4 separate regions of the Mus musculus genome follow, and all the other regions are linked to region 2. The links are chromatin contacts, called in public ChIA-PET and HiChIP or PLAC-seq maps. All regions are on one chromosome and are shown on one strand. Each heading gives the region's core, a stretch centred on a gene start, on an enhancer-like site or on the middle of the called end of the contact. The rest is flanking DNA. Distances are from core to core; before and after follow the strand shown. Region 1 overlaps Rab31 (RAB31, member RAS oncogene family). Region 2 holds the start of Washc1 (WASH complex subunit 1). Region 3 overlaps Ppp4r1 (protein phosphatase 4, regulatory subunit 1). Region 4 overlaps Ppp4r1 (protein phosphatase 4, regulatory subunit 1).

Evidence for each region. ChIA-PET counts read pairs in DNA pulled down with a chosen protein or histone mark. HiChIP or PLAC-seq counts read pairs in DNA pulled down with a chosen protein or histone mark.
Region 1: a contact with region 2 is called in an H3K4me3 HiChIP or PLAC-seq map of pro-B cells, with 2.2 times the contacts expected there. The contact joins the enhancer-like site here to the promoter of Washc1 in region 2. A contact is called at or near these places in 5 of 39 promoter capture datasets (the C10 cell line, the HPC-7 cell line, cranial neural crest and 2 more), 3 of 115 datasets of contacts at active chromatin or transcription factors (bone marrow-derived dendritic cells, embryonic forebrain and pro-B cells) and 2 of 9 other capture datasets (adipose tissue and liver).
Region 3: an RNA polymerase II ChIA-PET map of memory CD8 T cells shows a contact between it and region 2, with 109 read pairs. The contact joins the enhancer-like site here to the promoter of Washc1 in region 2. A contact is called at or near these places in 15 of 39 promoter capture datasets (the C10 cell line, the HPC-7 cell line, cranial neural crest and 10 more), 1 of 15 datasets of contacts at CTCF or cohesin (the NIH/3T3 cell line), 26 of 115 datasets of contacts at active chromatin or transcription factors (the 230-238 cell line, the SCID.adh cell line, bone marrow-derived macrophages and 16 more) and 4 of 9 other capture datasets (adipose tissue, embryonic stem cells, liver and 1 more).
Region 4: a contact with region 2 is called in an H3K27ac HiChIP or PLAC-seq map of microglia, with 4 times the contacts expected there. The contact joins the enhancer-like site here to the promoter of Washc1 in region 2. A contact is called at or near these places in 15 of 39 promoter capture datasets (the C10 cell line, the HPC-7 cell line, cranial neural crest and 8 more), 2 of 484 Hi-C or Micro-C datasets (both in the G1E-ER4 cell line), 15 of 115 datasets of contacts at active chromatin or transcription factors (the SCID.adh cell line, bone marrow-derived macrophages, embryonic basal ganglia and 8 more) and 4 of 9 other capture datasets (adipose tissue, liver, macrophages and 1 more).

Annotation. Positions count from the first base shown.
Region 1 is chr17:65,753,867-65,758,558 of GRCm38.p6, forward strand. All of the region lies in intron 1 of Rab31 (RAB31, member RAS oncogene family), which reads right to left. Among named protein-coding and RNA genes, the nearest start is that of Rab31, 17 kb to the right of the region's middle. Within about 2 kb of position 2,140, at least 9 of the 459 cell types and tissues checked have an H3K27ac peak or open chromatin away from gene starts, as enhancers often do. A contact at or near this core is called in pro-B cells, where this site is marked.
Region 2 is chr17:66,109,933-66,114,203 of GRCm38.p6, forward strand. It overlaps Washc1 (WASH complex subunit 1), which reads left to right and starts at 1,614. Exons shown (of 11, transcript NM_026833.1): 1 at 1,614-1,717; 2 at 3,931-4,084. The coding sequence starts at 3,936.
Region 3 is chr17:65,824,914-65,829,114 of GRCm38.p6, forward strand. All of the region lies in intron 11 of Ppp4r1 (protein phosphatase 4, regulatory subunit 1), which reads left to right. Among named protein-coding and RNA genes, the nearest start is that of Ppp4r1, 44 kb to the left of the region's middle. Within about 2 kb of position 1,563, at least 42 of the 459 cell types and tissues checked have an H3K27ac peak or open chromatin away from gene starts, as enhancers often do. A contact at or near this core is called in the HPC-7 cell line, the SCID.adh cell line, effector CD8 T cells and 2 more, where this site is marked.
Region 4 is chr17:65,800,098-65,804,986 of GRCm38.p6, forward strand. It overlaps Ppp4r1 (protein phosphatase 4, regulatory subunit 1), which reads left to right. Exons shown (of 20, transcript NM_001114131.1): 3 at 3,114-3,198; 4 at 3,763-3,869. Among named protein-coding and RNA genes, the nearest start is that of Ppp4r1, 19 kb to the left of the region's middle. Within about 2 kb of position 2,409, at least 18 of the 459 cell types and tissues checked have an H3K27ac peak or open chromatin away from gene starts, as enhancers often do. A contact at or near this core is called in microglia, where this site is marked.

The DNA of each region.
Region 1 (4,692 bases), core at 890-3,389, 360 kb before region 2:
TTAAACTCTTCATCCAAGTGCCTGCATAGGTTGGTTACATGTGTGCAAGATCACTGCTGAGTTTAACTTAATCTGTGCATTCCGCTATTAGACTTCAACCTAGAAACATAAAGAATGTGTCATAAGCTTGGTCAACCGGAGGACAGTCATGAAACCCTGCATATCCGTATACTTAACCAAAAGCTCTTCCTTGTCGGGCCCTAGAACAAAGTATATTCAAGAAAACTCCATTCAGGAGTCCTCTTTAAAGGATTAAAAAAATCCTTTAAATAGACTGTAAAATCATCTTGAGGGGGAGAAGCTGGTAAGAAAAGATTTTGAAAGCGGCATGCCGGGTTAGGTCCGCCTGTTAAGAGTGTGGAATATACGCACCCTAGAAGTTCGTACGCTAACACATGGTCCCCAGCTATTGGCGCCGCACAAAGAGGCTGTAGAATCTCTTACCTTTTAAGGTTAAGGTCAGGCTGACAGGAGTAGGCTGCAGAGGACTGGCCTGGGGTTACAGACCAGCCAGCTACCAGTCAGTTGTCTCTGCTTTCTGTTTATCCCTGAGATGTGACCACTGCTATCACAGACCCGGCCGCTCCAGTCACCAACAAACCCTCTCAAACCAAGCCCTGCCTCTTCTGTAAGGCATTCTATTTTAGAGAACAGAAAAGGAGCCGACACAACATGTTATCTATGGAAAGTGTGAGCATTTTACAAAGAAGGAAGCTAAGTATGCCCCCAGAAGCCAGGCACTAGGTGCCAATCTTCCGCCCCACCCCCACCCCCCGCCGGGGTGAATCCACTGACCACACTGAGCACTTCAACAGCAGACCAAGGGACTTTTAAATCTAACAGGCCCCACCCTGGTAATCTGGTCCTCCTGCTTGATCAAGTTTTGTAAAATGACATTTCCCGGACCAAATTAATCAAGCTTCTGAGCTAAATTAATTAATGAGGAGCTGAAGAGAGAAGAGTTAAACTCACAGGGTTACTTCATGGTCACGGAGCTATGAAACTTCTAACAGTCCAAAAGACCACTGTCACCAACCCCGGCATAGCCACCATCTTTCGCACCTGCCAACCAGAGACAAGGCCTACCATAGTGGGTGTGGTGAAGGTTGGATGTAAGCTCACGTGAGCAGCCCAGTGTAGCCTAGAAACTGTGGCTAGCCTTGCTGCTTTGGCCAGACCTCTATCAAGTCCACTAAATCCTATTCTCAAGACCAGACCAGTCCCAATAATGGCCTTAGTCTCTTCACATCTAACACGGGCTCAGAATTGAGTCTTGACTTCTCAAAGGACAGAACTGGACTAGGGCCTGGAGAGACTGCTCAGTAGCTAAGAGTGCTTCTGGCCCTTTTGGAGGACCTGAGTTTGGTTCTCAGTGTCCACATCGGGCTGCCCACAAGTACCTCTAACTCCAGCTCCTAGGGATCCGACACCCTTTCTGGCCGGCCTCTTCAGGTTATCTAGACAGGGATACCATACACCCATGCAGGAATGTACAAACAAATAAATAAAACAAGCAAATAAATAAAACAAGTCTTTAAAAGACAAAAGCAAAACACGGAGCAGATTTACCAGTCTTCCTCCATCACACATACTTCAAACCTGGTCCAGTTTTCAATCAGATTATTTAAAAAAAATTTTTTTAATTCAAATTCACCTCTAAAGTGGTTTAAATAAGAATGGCCCCTAGAGGCTCATATATTTGAATGCTTGGTCTCTAGTTAGTGGAACTGTTGGGGAAGGATTAGGAGAGAAGGTGTGGCTTCATTGGAGGAAGTGTGTCACTGGGGGTGGGGCTTGAGGTTTCAAAAGTCCACACCAGGCCCAGCCCCTCTCTTTCAATATCAATCTCTTCTCTCTCTTCTCTCTCCTCTCCTCTCTCTCTCTCTCTCTCTCTCTCTCTCTCTCTCTCTCTCTCTGCCTCTTTCTAGTGGGTCAGATGTGACCTCGCAGCTACTGCTCCGGGCCATACCTATCTCCCCGCTGCCGTGCTCCCCGCCATAATGGTCACAGACTCACCCTCTGAAACTGTAAGCCAGCCCCAATGAAATGCTCTCTTTTAAAAGTGGCCTCAGTCCTGGTGTCTGTGCATAGCAACAGAAAAGTGACTAAGACATACCCATCCCACCCCCTCCTTTTTTTCTCCCTGCAGTGATAGGGACCAAATGCTTTGAGTGTTTTGAGCAAGCCTTACATGTGTGACACAGCTTTGAGTTTCAGTTCTCCCTCTGTAAGATGGACGTGATAATAGAAATTGTCCCCATACTCCCCTGTGGTTCGGTTAACAAAATATGTATTCAGAAGAAATTAAACATGGTCAGGAGGCATGGTGGTGCATGTCTACAGGCAAACACATGCAAGGCTGAGGCAGGGGAATAATGAGTCTAGACTATACTATACTCATCCAAGACTATACTTACTATGTTATTATTATTATTATTATTATTATTTAATCATTTTTTACAGTCCAGTTTTTATTCCCCTCCCTGTCTGCCCCCCAACTGCTCCCCATCCCATACCTCCTTCCCCCCTCCAAGAGGATGTTCCCACCCCCACCCCACCTCACCAGACCACCCCACCCCTGGGGTCTCAAGTCTCTCAAGGGTTAGGTGCATCTTCTCTCACTGAGGCCAGACCAGGCAGTCTTTTGCTGTACATATGTGTCAGGGGCCTCTCATCAGCTGGTGTATGCTGCCTGGTTGGTGGCTCAGTGTCTGAGCGATCTCGGGGGTCCAGGTCAGTTGAGACTACTGGTCTTCCCATGGGACCACCCTCCTCCTCAGCTTCTTTTTTAAAGAGGTGACCGCAGACCACCAATCTTTGGCTGTTTATCCACTCAGGGATGTGAGTCTAACTTTCCTACTTTGCTTCTAGACTGGCTGTAATGACCGTGGTGAATGGGAAGGGGGACTGTCATCCTAGGATCTGGGAGGCAGGACACAGAAGCCTTTTAGCACTCGCCCACCCTGAGTTCTCAGAAAATGTTTTGTGGAAGCATCCATACAACACACAACCCTCAGGACCCAGGGAGAAAAATGTTATAAGAAAAAAGATTCCTGATTCACTAGTCCAACCTGGGCACCAGGAATGTAAGTGACAAATAAATGAATGAATGGATAGATGGATAGATAGATAGATAGATAGATAGATAGATAGATAGATAGATAGATGATAGATAGATAAATTGTGTGCTCTGAACTTGTAAGTCAGAACGGGCCATCTGAGAGCACCCAGCCCACAGGGCCCCAGATTGTTCCTCTAAGCACAGAATGGAGCGACCGCTCAGACATTAGTGCTACCGATGACTGTGGGGACACTAATTCTTTTTTCTCTAGCCTGCAACAATTACAAGCCCATTGAGATTATATACCGACATCCTTCTTAATTACATTCTCCAGTGTTTCTATGAGTGGGAAAGACAGGAACAATGTCTGGCTTCAACCCAAGGCTGTGTGTGGTTCCTTCAAAGCCAGGACTGCCAAGACTCATGTGAGAACCGTGACAGACTATTACCGTGGTTGCCAGCCTATAACTGCTGGTTTTCTTTTCACCCAGTGACGATGGGGGAGGGCACTACTAGAGATTGACCCCAGGGTCTCACATACATAGGCACGTGCTCTAACTGAGCTGCATCCCCAGGTTTCCTGTGTTACTCTTAGGTTTTTTTTTTTTTTTTTTTTTTTTTGTTTTGTTTTGTTAGAATTTTTTCTAACAAATTATTTTATTTTAAAGATTTATTTATATATTTTATGTGTATGAGTACACTGTAGCTGTCTTCAGACATACCACAAGAGGGCACAGATCCAATTACAGATGGTTGTGAGCCACCATGTGATTGCTTGGAGTTGAACTCAGGACCTCTAGAAAAGTAGTCAATGCTCTTAACCGCTGAGCCATCTTTCCAGCCCCCATTACTCTTCATTTTGAGACAGGGTCTCTTTTAAGTTGCTCAGGCTGGCTCTAAACATTCTATGTGGTTCCATCAGACCTTGAATTTGTTATCTTCCTGCTTAGGCCACTGGGACTATAGGCCTGTATCGCCAGATCTGATTCACCCATCCATAGATATTCTTGTTAAGGAGGAAATCTTAGACAAAGTTAGTACACAATTTACTCTCTGTGTGTCCATGTGTTTCATGAAATCTCATGATTGCCCATGAGTTCAAAGTTAGTATGCGTAGTATATAATCATATATAAGTGTGTTTGTATAGAATTATGTATGTGTCTGTGTGGTGGTTTGAATATGCTTGACCCAGGGAACAGCATTATTAGAAAGTATGGCCTTATTGGAGTAGGTGTGTTACTGTGAGTGTGGGCTTTAAGACCCTAGTCCTAGCTGCCTGGTAGCCAGTATTCTCCTATCAGCCTTCAGATGATGATCTAGAACTCTCTGCTCCTCCTGCACCATGCCTGCCTGGATGCTGCCATGCTCATGCCTTGATGATAATGGACTGAACCTCTGAACCTGTAGGTCAGTTCCAACTAAATGCTGTTCTTAAAAGAGTTGCCTTGGTCATGGTGTCTGAACACAGCAGTAAACCCTAAGACAGTATGCAGATGTATAGATATATATATGTAATCATGATTATATACATAGCATATATCGTAGGTTATATGCATAACACTATGTATATAACCATGAGTGAGGATTTGAGCATCTTAGGTGCCACAAGAACTATGCTGAGTGAGGCAAA
Region 2 (4,271 bases), core at 364-2,863:
CTAAATATAGCTCGGTGTGGAGGTACAAACTTTTAAAATCCCAGGACTTGGGGAAGAGAGGCCAGTGGAGTTCTGTGAGCTTGAGGCTAGCCTGGTCTACTTAGCCAGTTCCAGGACAGCCAGGGCTATATAGTATGATTGTTTCAAAAAAAAAAAACAACCAAACTTTAAACCTTTTGAACATGGAGCCGGAGGAAAGCAAAGGAGAATGTCACCACCATTGGGGAAGCATGTCACCACCATTAGGGAAACATTTCACCATCATTAGGGAGGCTAGCTTGTCGATCGTTGAGATCCTAAACCAACCCATTCCCACAGTGGGATGAAGGTGTGCCGGGCACAACAACAGCATTGGCTCCGGGTGAGGGCACTGAAGGCTGTGCACCCACCCAGTCCTTCATCATCTCTCTGACCTCAGATGGTAAAGACTGATGCAGGAGGACTGCCCCAGACCCCACGAGAGGACAGGACAACTTTGTATGATTATTCCCTATCACATTGTTACCAACCCTGCTTGCAAGAGCTTTCTGCCTTCCAGAAGACTCCCCAGCTGCCAAAGAGGGAGCCCCTCCCTCCCCCACAAGCACATAGCTCACAACTTCCCCACGGCACATTGCTTTCAACATTAGATGGCCACAACACTAACTGACAGAGACCCTGCATAACCTGGCAATATGTAGGATCCTGGACATGCCCACTGTGTCTTCCTGTATGTGGTGTGTGTGTGTGTGTGTGTGTGTGTGTGTGTGTAAGGGTATCCAAAGAAGACAGAAGGGAGCACTGGATCATGCTGAAGCTGGAGTTACAGGTGACTGAGTAGATCAAAGTGGGTGTTGCAACCTATCTTGGATCCCCTGCGCCAGTAGTTAGTACTCTTAACTTCTGAGCTCTTTTTCCAGGTCCTGTACACATACATCTTTAAAATCATTTCCTGGTTGCTATGGCAATCTTTGCAGGCCTAGTGCTGCTCCCAGCTGTTTTTTGGCCGTGGGGTGGGGTGGATTTCTGTCAGCAATTCTTATGTGGCTGCTGACCGACTAAGAGCTCATCAGCTGTGGGCTGTCTGTGGCTTCTTTGGCCCTACGGCTTTGGCTTGCTGCCGGTAAGAAGGCTGTCTGAAAACTAGAATAAGGGATGCGGTAGTAGGGGAGACTCATCTGCCCCCAACACTCTCAAAACACACACACACACACACACACACACACACACACAGACTGTCCATCTACAGCACTGCTTTCTCATTCCTAGTAAGCAATATTCCAGTTTGTTTCTACGCAGAACTTGTGTACTCCAGGTCAAATCATACCGTATCTGATCGCTTCTACGTTGATTTTTTTTTTTTTTTTTAAGTTGGAGACTAAGGGACTTTACCTTTAGAGGTAAACACAGGAAAGGTAGGATCTTCTAAAAGATTAATTAAGCCACTGAAGTATGCATGGCTGGAACAGAGCGGGCGTTTGGAGAACTTCCACTTGATGTCCTATATAGTGCATATGTAGTGTGAGGGTTTCTTGGAGCCGGTAACAGGAGAGACCTGAATCTCCCAGACAGGAAAGGTTAAGCACAGAGTGTGGGGCGGCTTCCTGGTCTAGGCCCCGCCCACCAGCAGCCCGGAGAGCCGGAAGTCGGAGAGCCGAGCTTACAGTGGTGGACGCTAGGACCTGGGAGTGCGGGTCACCGGGGGGCGGGGACGCTCACGTGAGGACGCCGCCTTGGGGTAAGTGTGCAGGGTGGGCGAGGGGCGGACTGGGAGCGCAGGACCGGGAGGAGGCCGCGACCCTGCCGCCCACCGGCTGGAGGCGAGTGAGGGCTCCCGGGCGGGACGGGCCCGGACGGACCGGGAAGGCGATGTAGGGATCCGGCCTGCCGCTCCTCCCACACCCTGCAGCTCCGGCTGCAGAGAAGAGGCCCCGTGGCTTCCTGAAGATTAGGGGGAGCAGGGCGTGGGAGGACAACTTGCACGGTGCGGGTGGGTTGTGCTGAGCACTTTCGAAATTACGAATTACACTGGTGACACGCACATATGGGGGGGGGGGGTTGGTGATCTGGGTTAAGCACCGATCACTTAGAAACATTTCACTTATGCTAAACAACAAGCACGGTCTCTGTCAACATAGATACTTGACAGGCATGTGTGTGTGTAAGAATGTATAAGAGAGGAATGTTTATGTATTCATGGCATGCATGACAAGTGAAAAATAAACAGAAACGATTGGAGGCCAAGGTAGAACTGTAGTCATTTGCTGGAGGGAGGAATTATTTTTGTCTCAGAACAAAACTCACGACTTACAGTAAATTACGTTTACTTCTGAGCTATTTATTATTTCCCCCCACAAGTAGAGTGGCCTTCAATCCATTTTAGATGGTTTGGAAAATTCCCCTTGTGGGCAGGACCGAAAACAGGCATCTACCCACTCCTTACAGGGCCCCAAATGACAACCCAAAGTACAAGTCCATCAAAGGGGTTCCTTGGGGGAACCCCTGAGTTTACTGGGTTTACTTGCAGAATGCGGGGTTCCCAGAGCAGCAGAATCACCAGAAAATCCCCCTGCATAGATGATGAGTCCCCCTTACTAGTATGGACACTGAGGTTACTAGGTGTTGTGCACTTAGGGCAGAATTATTGTATATAACGGGCAGAAGGTGCAGAGGGGAGGGGCAGAACATGACCCACACCATGAAAGGATGTCAGTAGTCCACAGGCCTATCTTGAACTTCACTTTGGAAGTGACACTTGTCCCAGTGGAGATGGTTAGTGCTCAGAGTGTCCTGCACGGTGACACTCCAGACTTTTCCAGTGAGAGCCATCAACGTCTTTGCAATAGCGATGCCTAGTTCCAGAGTTTATTGTGAACATGAGCAACGATGCTGTATGAAGCTGGGGCTCAGGGCAGAATCTCTTGTCTTTCTCTTCACATCAGGACCCCCTGAGTAAACACAGGGCAGGGTATCAAGCAAGATGTCTGTCAGTTAGGGGACACACACACACACACAGATCTTAAAATGGTTTGCATTTTTGTGTATGAAATGACCAAACATACTGATTGATAACAATTTTGAATTAGATAATTGATTCGCAGCCAGTATGACGCACAAGGTAAGTATTTTACTGTTGAAAATGTTGTTTGGCCAAATTTCCTGAATTAAAATTGGGAGCACTGATAAATTCACAGACACTGCGAGAAGGAAGATGGTAGTTGAAATGAGGTGGACTGACAGACTTGCTCTGTAGGTATGTAGCTGTTATTAGCTAGTGAAAAGAATAGTTAGTTACAAATAGTAATTAGTGTTAGTAGTGGCGATATAGTATATTTTACACTGGAAAATAAGTTGAATAAAGATAAAACAATGTCACCATTAATTTTGATTCTTTTTTTTTTCTAAAGATTTACTTATTTTATTTATATGAGTACACTGTAGCTGCCTTCAGACACACCAGAAGAGGGTATCAGATCCCATTACAGATGGTTGTGAGCCACCATGTCGTGGCTGGGAATTGAACTCAGGACCTCTGGAAGAGCAGTCAGTGCTTTTAACTGATGAGCCACCTCTCCAGTCCCCTAATTTTGATTCTTACACCAGAGCTCATTCTAGGATATGCCTTGCCTAAAAAGAGTAATGGAGACTTTTCTACAAAAAATTTTATTTAATTATTGTGTGTGTGTTTGTGTGTACAACATATATATGTTGTGCAGATACGTGTGTGTCTTGTCAACTATATGAGGGTCAGAGGACAGCTTTTTGAAGTGGGTTCTCTCTACCTATCACGTCGGTAGTTTCTCATCTAGTGCGGGCTGGTCTTGAACTGTCTGTATCAGAAGATGGCCTTGAACAACAAGCTTGCTTCTGTCTCTTCAGGTGCTAGTATGGCTGATAGGCAGAGGGGTGAGTGTGGGGCTGTGTTCTTGACGTCTTGGTTCCTTCTCACAGGCATCATGACACCGGTGAAGACCCAGTGCTCCTTGGCGGGCCAGCTTTATGCAGTGCCCCTCATCCAGCCCGACCTGCGACGAGAGGAGGCAATCCAGCAAGTGGCAGATGCCCTGCAGTACCTACAGAACATCTCTGGAGACATCTTCAGCAGGTGGGACCCGCTACGACGCTGACCTGAGAGAGGGCCACCCCTTTTCTAAGTGGGATTCTCTGCAGCCCTCTGTACCTTCTGCAAACTACTTCTTTAATGACCCAACTAATGCCCAGTGTGGGAAGGGTATAAGGGAAAAGACCAGCCTGAGAGTTCACCACCTCCTCACTGTGAAATGGAGCCCCTT
Region 3 (4,201 bases), core at 313-2,812, 290 kb before region 2:
GTGTTCACTCAGAAATCACCTTTTGCAGTTATTCAGTGTTTAACATTTGTAATTTTTAAGTTCTGAGTTCTGCTATATTCACTTTGCTCTGGGTCTTATTTTTAAAGAAGTGCTGTAGTCTATATGGTGGACATAGATTTCTGGGTTTTCACATGTAGGGTGTTTTAAGAGCTTTAGAGTTTTTTGTTTGTTTATGGTTTAAGAGCTTTATTGTAGAAAGGCAGGGGGAAAGAGAGAAGGTAGAAAGAGAGAGAAACCGGACGTGGTCACGTGAGAGAGGGGGGAAGGGAAAGAGAGAGAAAGAGAGTAAGAAAGGTGAGGGCTAAAGAGTGAGCTTTAGACTTTTACAAGAATAATTTCTTTTTCAAATTTGTATTTTAGAGGTGGGGGACATCACATACATGGCCCATGTCCTCCACTGTGGGCAACTGAACTGGTTGTTGAGTCCTAAAGAAAGCAGTCTTCTTACCAAGTGGACGATGCATTAAGTCCTTAGTGGGAAGTGGGGTGTTGCGAGGCTCTCCTTATTCTGCCTGCGGAGCTTAGGAACAGGGTTAGGAGCAGACGCAGTCAGATGGTGCTCAATGTTCTTAGGACTAGGCATGATGATGCACACCTCTAATCCCAGCACTCAGACCGACCTCTGGGAATTCTAGGCCAGCCTAGCCTATATAGAAAGTTCCAGGCCAGACAGGTCTACATGAGAATTTGTCTCTAAGAAAAAAACAAAACAAAAAACTTTTAAATCCTATAGCTGCAAACTTTTGCAAATCTTCAGATGTAATACCACATTCTGGATGGTTTTTACCCTTTTTGTTCCCAAAACTAAAATTTCTAAACTATCAGTTTGCTCAATTTTGAGAAATACCCATTTTTAAGCAAAAATAAAGTAAAATCTTAAGTAATTCTTTTACAACAGAAACCTTTCTTTTGGTTTCTTTGTTTGTGGGGAAGATAAGATCTCATTCTGTAGCCCAGGCTGGCCCCAGGTCTTCCTGCCCCATTGTCCTGAGAGCTAGGATTATTACAGTGTGACACGACATAAAACCAGCTAAAACCTTGTTTAAACTTTGAAAACTGTGGTCTGTGTGTTCAGTTAGCTGCCTTCTGCACTTGTTTTCATTTACTATGACTTTTAAGATTTCCTGTTGTAATTTTATACCTGAAAAGCATTAAATTTTATTACATCCTTGGTCCCTAATATTATTTTAATTTAACTGAATTTGATTTAAACTATCTCTCTGCACAGATGGGTATAATCTTGAATCCACAGGGGACAGAGAACGTGCTGTATTGTATTGTCTCTCTGAGTCTGGCTTATTCTGCACAGCATGCTTTCTAGTTGTGACCTTAATTTTGAAGATTCACTGGGGTATAGTTCCTACGAGTGGAAGCCACTGCCCTTCTGAATGAAGTTTGTGAGATGTGAGAAGTAACCCAGTGGCTAGTGACACAGCGGAGGTGGAGAACAGTTTCCTAGCCCGAGCATGGCCCCACCCTCTCTGAATCTTAGGACAGACAGCTCAGTGACACAGCAGCTCTGAGTCGATGGCGCAGCTCCTCAGCAGAGCCCTGCACTGCCTTCTCCCTTCTTCTCGCCCATCCTCAGCCCCCGATGAGAGGAAGCGAGCCATGCCCACAGCAGCTACCGTCAAGTGTTTGATGTGTTATTTCCTTTAGCTTCTTGTTTCAATCTCAATAATCAACCTCAGTTTTAGTAACTTCATCTAGCTTTAGTGACTCTCATTTTATTTTCCTTAAACTTAATTTATATGCAAAAGGCCAGCCAGTCTTTAGATCTATTCCAGGACTCTTGTACCTGTTAGTTCTCTAACACATTGTGGGCACTCAGTGAATATTAATAGAAATATTGAATGCACATTTTTTCAATAAGTAAAATGATAAACTTTTTAAGTTTCATAATGTGTGTTTTTGGAGATGGCTAGTATATTTGACTTAAAATTATACTGTAGTTAAATTTCATTATTAATATTACATGGTAACTTAACTATTTACATGCTTACATATGAATTATGCTTATAATTCAGTTATGACACCTAGAACAATTTAAATTTGTCATGTAGTGCTTTTAGATTTTATTAAAATCTGAGGACATTTTTGTTTAATCTCTGCTAAGTAACTAGTCTCCATTGTGTTACAAAATGAGTTGAACTTTTAGAAGGGCTCAATGGGGCTCTTTTTTCTTTTCTAGCGGTGCGTTATAGAGCAGGACTTGCCTTTAGTTCTCCAGAAAGCATTGGACTGTTTTAAAAGGTGCACTCTTGATCCAGGGCTAAAAGCAAAGGTCCGACCCAGGAGACCAGTGCTGTGCTGTCCTGTAAACATGGTGTCTTGACAGTAAGCCTGGGAGGAGAGGGAACGTGGCGACAGCCCTAAGGGAGCAGCTCTACACAGACCAGGTCACAGCCGATTGTCTGTAAGGCAGTACCGCGGACTTAGTTTCAGACCGCCTGTGATCATTGACGACGGTCTTTTTTTCTCCTGTGATTTTTAATAGTGAATTAACTGCTTTCACTAGACTACAATAGGGAAGGAAGGGGAATCCTTTTGCTAGCTGTGAGCACAGTAGGCTCTCAGGACAAGTTCAGCAGAAGATCCTACACAGTGAGACACAGAGATGGGAGAGATCCCCTTTGTAAGAGTGATGTGGTGGATCTGCAGAGCTGCAGTCACAGCCGGCCTGCAGCACATGGCCAGCGGCTCACGACACATGACACATGACAGGCTGGACATGCATGGATGGAAAGCAAGTCCATGGGAGACAGGGGACCTGCCTGTCAGACACGCGTGCACTCTGGGACAGTTTGTACAGTCAGCTTGGAGCACACTTCTGCTTTTGCTTTAGAAACTTGAAAGACCCCAAAGAGAGTTAAAATGATTGTCATGGTAACTACAAATTATAGCTGAAATTCTGAGAACAATGCAAATCACCAGAATGTCCCACGAGTAAACACTACTGTTTGCTTTATTTAGGTAATGATGACCCACTGAAGTAGAAGTTCCTTGAGCACAAGTCTTGAATGCGCATGGTCAGATACTTAATGCATTTAGAGAAGCCCGCCCCTACCCTCCGCCACAGCCGCCTCAAAAAGAGAACAGTCCCAGGAATGAGAGTGGGCTAGTGAACTGGGAACAGCTGTACTCAGGGGCACTCCACTGTCTCAGACTCACCACCCTTTCTAAGTCATTTGCATAGCACCTGCTTTTGATAGTTTCATACACACACACACACACACACACACGCACACACACTACTGTCTACTACCCCTTTAATCTCCCTCTGTACCCTGTCTTGCCACCTCATCTCCCAGTGGCCATACTATAAAGATGATACCCCACCTCCTTCAGCAACCAATAACAGCTGCTCAGGGGAGGTGTGGCCTCATGAGCACCCCTCTGTGTATGATGGGATGTTGGAGGGCCCCTGCTGATAGTTCACAATCACAGCAGCCATGTCCTCTCCATGCAGTTTCATGGACCCGTCCATCTCCTTTGCTTTTAACAAGCCTGCTTTGGTGCTGGGAGAATTAGCGTAGATTCAGTGTAAGGCTGAGAGGCTGCACTGACCTCTGCAGAAAGAAGCTCCACTGTCCAAGGCAGGAAACTAGACAGATGCTGTCACATATGCATAGGATGTCTTGAGCAGTAGATTTGAATTTTATGTGTGCAAGGGGAATGTTAGCTTTGGTCCCTCCCCGAAATATAAATATATTCTCTAAATTTCTCACTTATTTGGTGGGGCAGAGAATCCTCTTTCTTAGTTTGAACTTTCTGTATAAGGAAGGTCGTGCTTGGTAAGTTGTTTTGGCTTTGGGCAAGCAAGAGTGTATACTTGGGCTAGAGAGATGGCTCAGCGGTTAAGAGCACTGACTGCTCTTCCAGAGGTCCTGAGTTCAATTCCTAGCAACCACATGGTGGCTCACAGCCATCTACAAGGGGGGATCTGGCGCCCTCCAGCAGAGCACTCAGACATTCAATAAATAAAATGTTTAAAAAAATTGGGATCCCAATTGTTTTGGAACAAACTGTAGTAATTTCAATATCAAAAAAGGAGAGTGAACTGGGGTGCGATAGAGATGCTTAAATGTTGCCGCCCAGAAGACTCTGCAGCCGCAATTGTTGCATGTTGGCTGGTTTGTGTAAGTGCCTTTCTGCTAGAATAGCTTAGTGAGACTTAGCA
Region 4 (4,889 bases), core at 1,159-3,658, 310 kb before region 2:
TGACGGCAAATAAGTGTCCAGTGGCTTCTACAGTTCTTTAGTTCACGATGAATAAGGTACCTTATGATTATAGAGTAGAAATGATGTGAAATTTTTCTGCACTAAGTAATTATTTCTATATGGCTTAGTGTTGGTTTTTAAACCCAGTTTGAAGTCTGTCTTTTAATAGACATATTTAGCTCATTTACAACTGGTTCCTAATTATAATATAGTTGGGTTTAAATTCCTCTCTGGCTCTTCTGTCTGCGGGTTCTGTGTCTCTCTCACTGCTTTTATATTTTTCCTTCTTTCCTTTGGGCTATTTATGGGCTTTATTATTTATTCATCTTTGATTTTTAAATATAGCAGTTGTTTTCAGGTTTATACATTGGTGTTTTAATTCTGGCTGGGACCCTGGCCTCACTAGTGTGTCTCATGCAGCAGTGTACCTGTGTTGCTGTCTTGGTGTGTTAGGTGGATGTGTGTACTTTGTGCTGTGTTGTCTGGGAGTGCCATGTGTTAGGTGTGTCTGTGTACCCACTGTATGCACTACTGGTTTCACCCCACACATTTTTGCTTCGCATTTCAGACCTAATACCTTTGTCTACTTATCCAGTTCCCGATAGCTTTGTTCCTCCACGAAGATCCCATCCTTTTATTACGTCTCCTACGAAATGTGTGCACGCTGCCATCAGTATTTGCATGCTTGAGAAAACCTTAGTTGACAGGTTTCTGGCTGTTGAGTTGATCTTTTCTTTCTCTTTAAAAATAGAGTTATGTGTATGAGTGTGTAGTGTGCGTGTATGTATGTGTACCACATGCATGCAGTGTTGGCAGACTAGAGAGGGTGTCAGATTCTCTGTACCTGCAGTTAGTTGTTGACCTGAGTGCTTTGGGAGAGCAGCGAGGGCTCTCAAACATGGGGCCGTGTTTTTTAGCCCTCCACCTCCATCTTTGTCAGGATTTTAAGGTTGTTGCTTTCCTGTCTTCTTATTCTGTTTTTATGTAAAATGAGTCCTCTCTAGTCTAAAAGACTCTGACTATTGTAAGCTGTCCCATTATATTTTAGATAAGTATATTTTCTTTATGGTTTTTGCTAATGGGATTCATTGAGCCTATGGATTAGTAGTTTTCATTAAATTTGGATTTTTCTAGGGTTTACTATATATTCAAATATAATTTTTTTTAAAGATCTGATTATTTTTATGTATATGAGTACAATGTCGCTGCCTATTACAGATGGTTGTGAGCCACCATATGGTTGCTGGGAATTGAACTCAGGACCTCTGGAAGAGCAGCCTGAACTCTTAACCACTGAGCTGTCATCTCTCCAGCCCTGTTCAAATATTCTTATATTCCCCCTTTTTCCTTTGGAGATATCACACATGTTTATATTAGAATGTCTGGGGCTGGAGAGATGGCTCAGCAGTTAAGAGCACGGACTGCTCTTCTAGAAGTCCTGAGTTCAATTCCCAGCAACAACATGGTGGCTCACAACCATCCGTAATGGGACCCAGTTCTGGTCTGTCTGAAGACAGTTACAGTGTACTCATATAAATTAATAAATAAACAAGTAAATCTAAAAAAAAAAATGTCTGACATTTTCCTTTGGTTGAATGATACTCTAGTCTGCTATGTTTATTTTTTGTTTCATTTTTAATGCTATTTTTTGAAGATCCCCATTAATTTCTTTTGTATTTCATTGATCTGACCTAGTGTGGTTTTCTTCTCGTTGTTTTTTTCCCTTCACCTGAAAGTCAGGGATTTTTGAATATTTATATTCCTTTCCTCCCTGTCCCCTACCCAAGTGTTGTGCCTGTAGGTGTGCACTGCTGTGCTTAGGTGTGTATTGCATGTCCAGCCCAAGCTGCACTTCACACATGCGGCACACTTGGATCGTTTCTGTGTCCCTGTCTACTGATTCTGTCTTTGTTGTGAGTCTGTAATCAGTACTACGGGAATCTTGCTTTAGAGTCTAAGTAGTTACCTGAATAGTCTGACCCTGTGTGCTTACCTGGGAAGCCCTGGAGAATTCTCTCGTTAGGTGGCCTGAGTAGTAGACTTGCAATATCCAGTGTGACAGAGACTTAGTAGGAGTCCTCTCTTGATCAGACTGTTTAGTTTCCCTCTACCCTTCAGCTCTCAGCATGGTGTAGTCGGTCCCCTCCCACAGCTGCTGCAGATCTGCCTGGAGTGTGGACAGATGTGCGGCTGTAGTGAGTGTTTTAACACAGACTTGTCTCAGCCTTAACTCTTCACATAAGTATTTTTCATGGTTTGTTTTCTTAACATAAGCCTAGTAGTTGACATAGGAGTATTTAATATTTGTCTAGTGAATATAAATACTAATTATAGTTTGTAGTTCTTCTCTAGTAAATAAAGCCAAACACTTCCGCTTTGGTGTCTTTATTATAGAATTGACTAACTCAGTGTTCCCCTTCCTGTGTTTTCTTCACCAGCTGTTAGTGTTCTCTGTGAGCATGGAAATTTGAGGTTCTTTGTTGGTTGGTTGGTTTTGTTTTGTTTTGAGACAGGATCTCGCCATGTAAGCCCAGTCTGTCTTAGAACTCATTATGTAGATCAGATCAGGCTGGTCTCAAACTCAGAGTTCTGCCTGCCTCTGCCTCCCAAGTGCTGGAGCCATTATGTGAGCTAAATATTTAAAAAAGTTTTGATGTTTTTGTTTTGGGTTTTGTTTTGTTGTTTGTTTGTTTGTTTGTTTGTTTTTGAGACAGTAGGGTTTCTCTGTGTAGCCCTGGCTGTCCCACACTTAATCTGTAGACCTGGTTGGTTTCAAATTCATAGAGATGCAGAGATCCACCTGCCTCTGCCCCCTGCAAGCTGTGTGCCACTGCAGCAGGGCTGAAGTCTAGTCACTGAATGCCTTTGCGCTAGTCTCTGGAGCCACTGACTGTGTGCTCCTAGAGGCCAGTAAGACTGGGTGGAGAAAGGAGGCCTGTCCCTGAGGTGGTGCTGGGGTGATTTTATGGTATTTGTACTGCTGTAGAAGCAGGCACTGCTTCGGCAGGCAGGGCCCTTGGAGTTTCAGCGCACTATAAGGATATTTCTGATGTCTCTGCTAGTTGATGTGGATGACTACAGCTCAGAGTCTGATGTGATTATTATACCTTCAGCCCTGGACTTCGTCTCACAAGATGAAATGTTGACACCCTTGGGGAGGCTGGACAAGTATGCTGCAAGTGAGAACGTATTTAACAGGTACGTGGGTCCTCCTCAGTAGGGGCACAGTCGCCCACCCCAGAGGAGGTGGCAGGTGCAGTCAGGCCCCAGCTTCAGCCTGATTGATCTGTATTGCATTTGTCCTCCACGACCCTGGTGGGTTGCTGGGTTAATTGATTACTATCCCGTGGGTTATTGGGGACTGTATCATTCTTCTGCCAGCTGGTGTGATGCGCTTCCTGCCAGTCATTCCTCTGGAATCTCAAGTCTCTGTTGAATTTCTTTGACTGTAGATAACAGAGCTCATCATAGGAGATACGACTTTTAACGTAACGAATGTGCTTTACCACTCCTGTGATGAGACGATAATTGAAGTGAAAATTGAGTCACTAAAATTTCCTAATTATTTGGATAAAGCTTAAAAAAAATTGGTAATAACCTTATCAGTAAAATCATTACCAAATTTTGCTTTTTAGAAATTACAGATTTAGTATGTGACTTGCAGTAAGAAAAACTGTCTTTATGAGACATAAGGATTCTGTATTTTGAATTCTAAATAACAGGTACTAGTGGCACTGAACACTATCTGACTTTCTCCTGTAGACAAATGGTGGCCCGGAGTTTGCTGGATACTCTGAGGGAAGTCTGCGATGATGAGAGAGACTGCATTGCTGTCTTGGAAAGAATTAGCCGATTAGCTGATGACTCCGGTATGTGTCTACAGAGAGACAGCACATTGTTTCTAGAAAGGCTTTTGCCACTGAACCTGTCTTTCTAAGCTACTGGAGAGACGAGATAGAAGATTTCCCAAGACCTTGGCAAGTGACCCCACCTCTAACCCCAACACTCTGGAAGAGCTTGTGTTCCAAAGCTATTCCGTACTACACAGAGAGATCCTTTCTCCCCCCCCCCCCAAATTCTTTTTTGAAAGGAAATTATTAACTTACTAGTTCTATGTGAAAAAAAAATCCAGTTTACATATGTCCATTTACTTAATTTTGGAAATTTCTCATCAGTATAAATGTAAGAAATTAGGTTACTTCTGTGATTTATGTTAACATAACCATTTTTAAATTATTTAGAGTAAATTGGAAGAAGTGGAAAGGGCTTTAAATGTTTGTGGGAAAATAATACTTCCTGTCTGATTTACATGAAAAACATGGATTGATCGCTCTTGGTTTTGCTTTGGTCTCTCTGTGTAGCCCTAGCTGTTCTGGAACTCTCTGTATAGACCAAGTTGGCCTTGAACTCACAAAGATCCTCCTGCCTCTACTTCCTGAGTACTGGGATTAAAGCGGCATGCTGGTATGCCTGTAAAATAAAAATTAGTTTATTGTTCAAAGACAGGAGCGTTTTTTTTTAAAGAAAGAGGTAAATTTAAGCCTGGTGTGGTGGCTCATGTTGGCAGTATTAACTCTTAAAAGACCAAAGTGAGAGGATTACTTTAGTTTGAAACCAGTTTGGTTTTTAGCATAGTAAATTCCTGCTAGTCTATCAAGAGGTAGGGAGTGAACTTAATTTGAAAATTAGACAATAATAATGTGATAATGTTTTTTTTTTTTTTTTTTAAAGATTTATTTATTTATTATATGTAAGTACACTGTAGCTGTCTCCAGACACTCCAGAAGAGGGCATCAGATCTTGTTACAGATGGTTGTGAGCCACCATGTGGTTGCTGGGATTTGAACTCCAGACCTTCGGAAGAGCAGTCGGGTGCTCTTACCCACTGA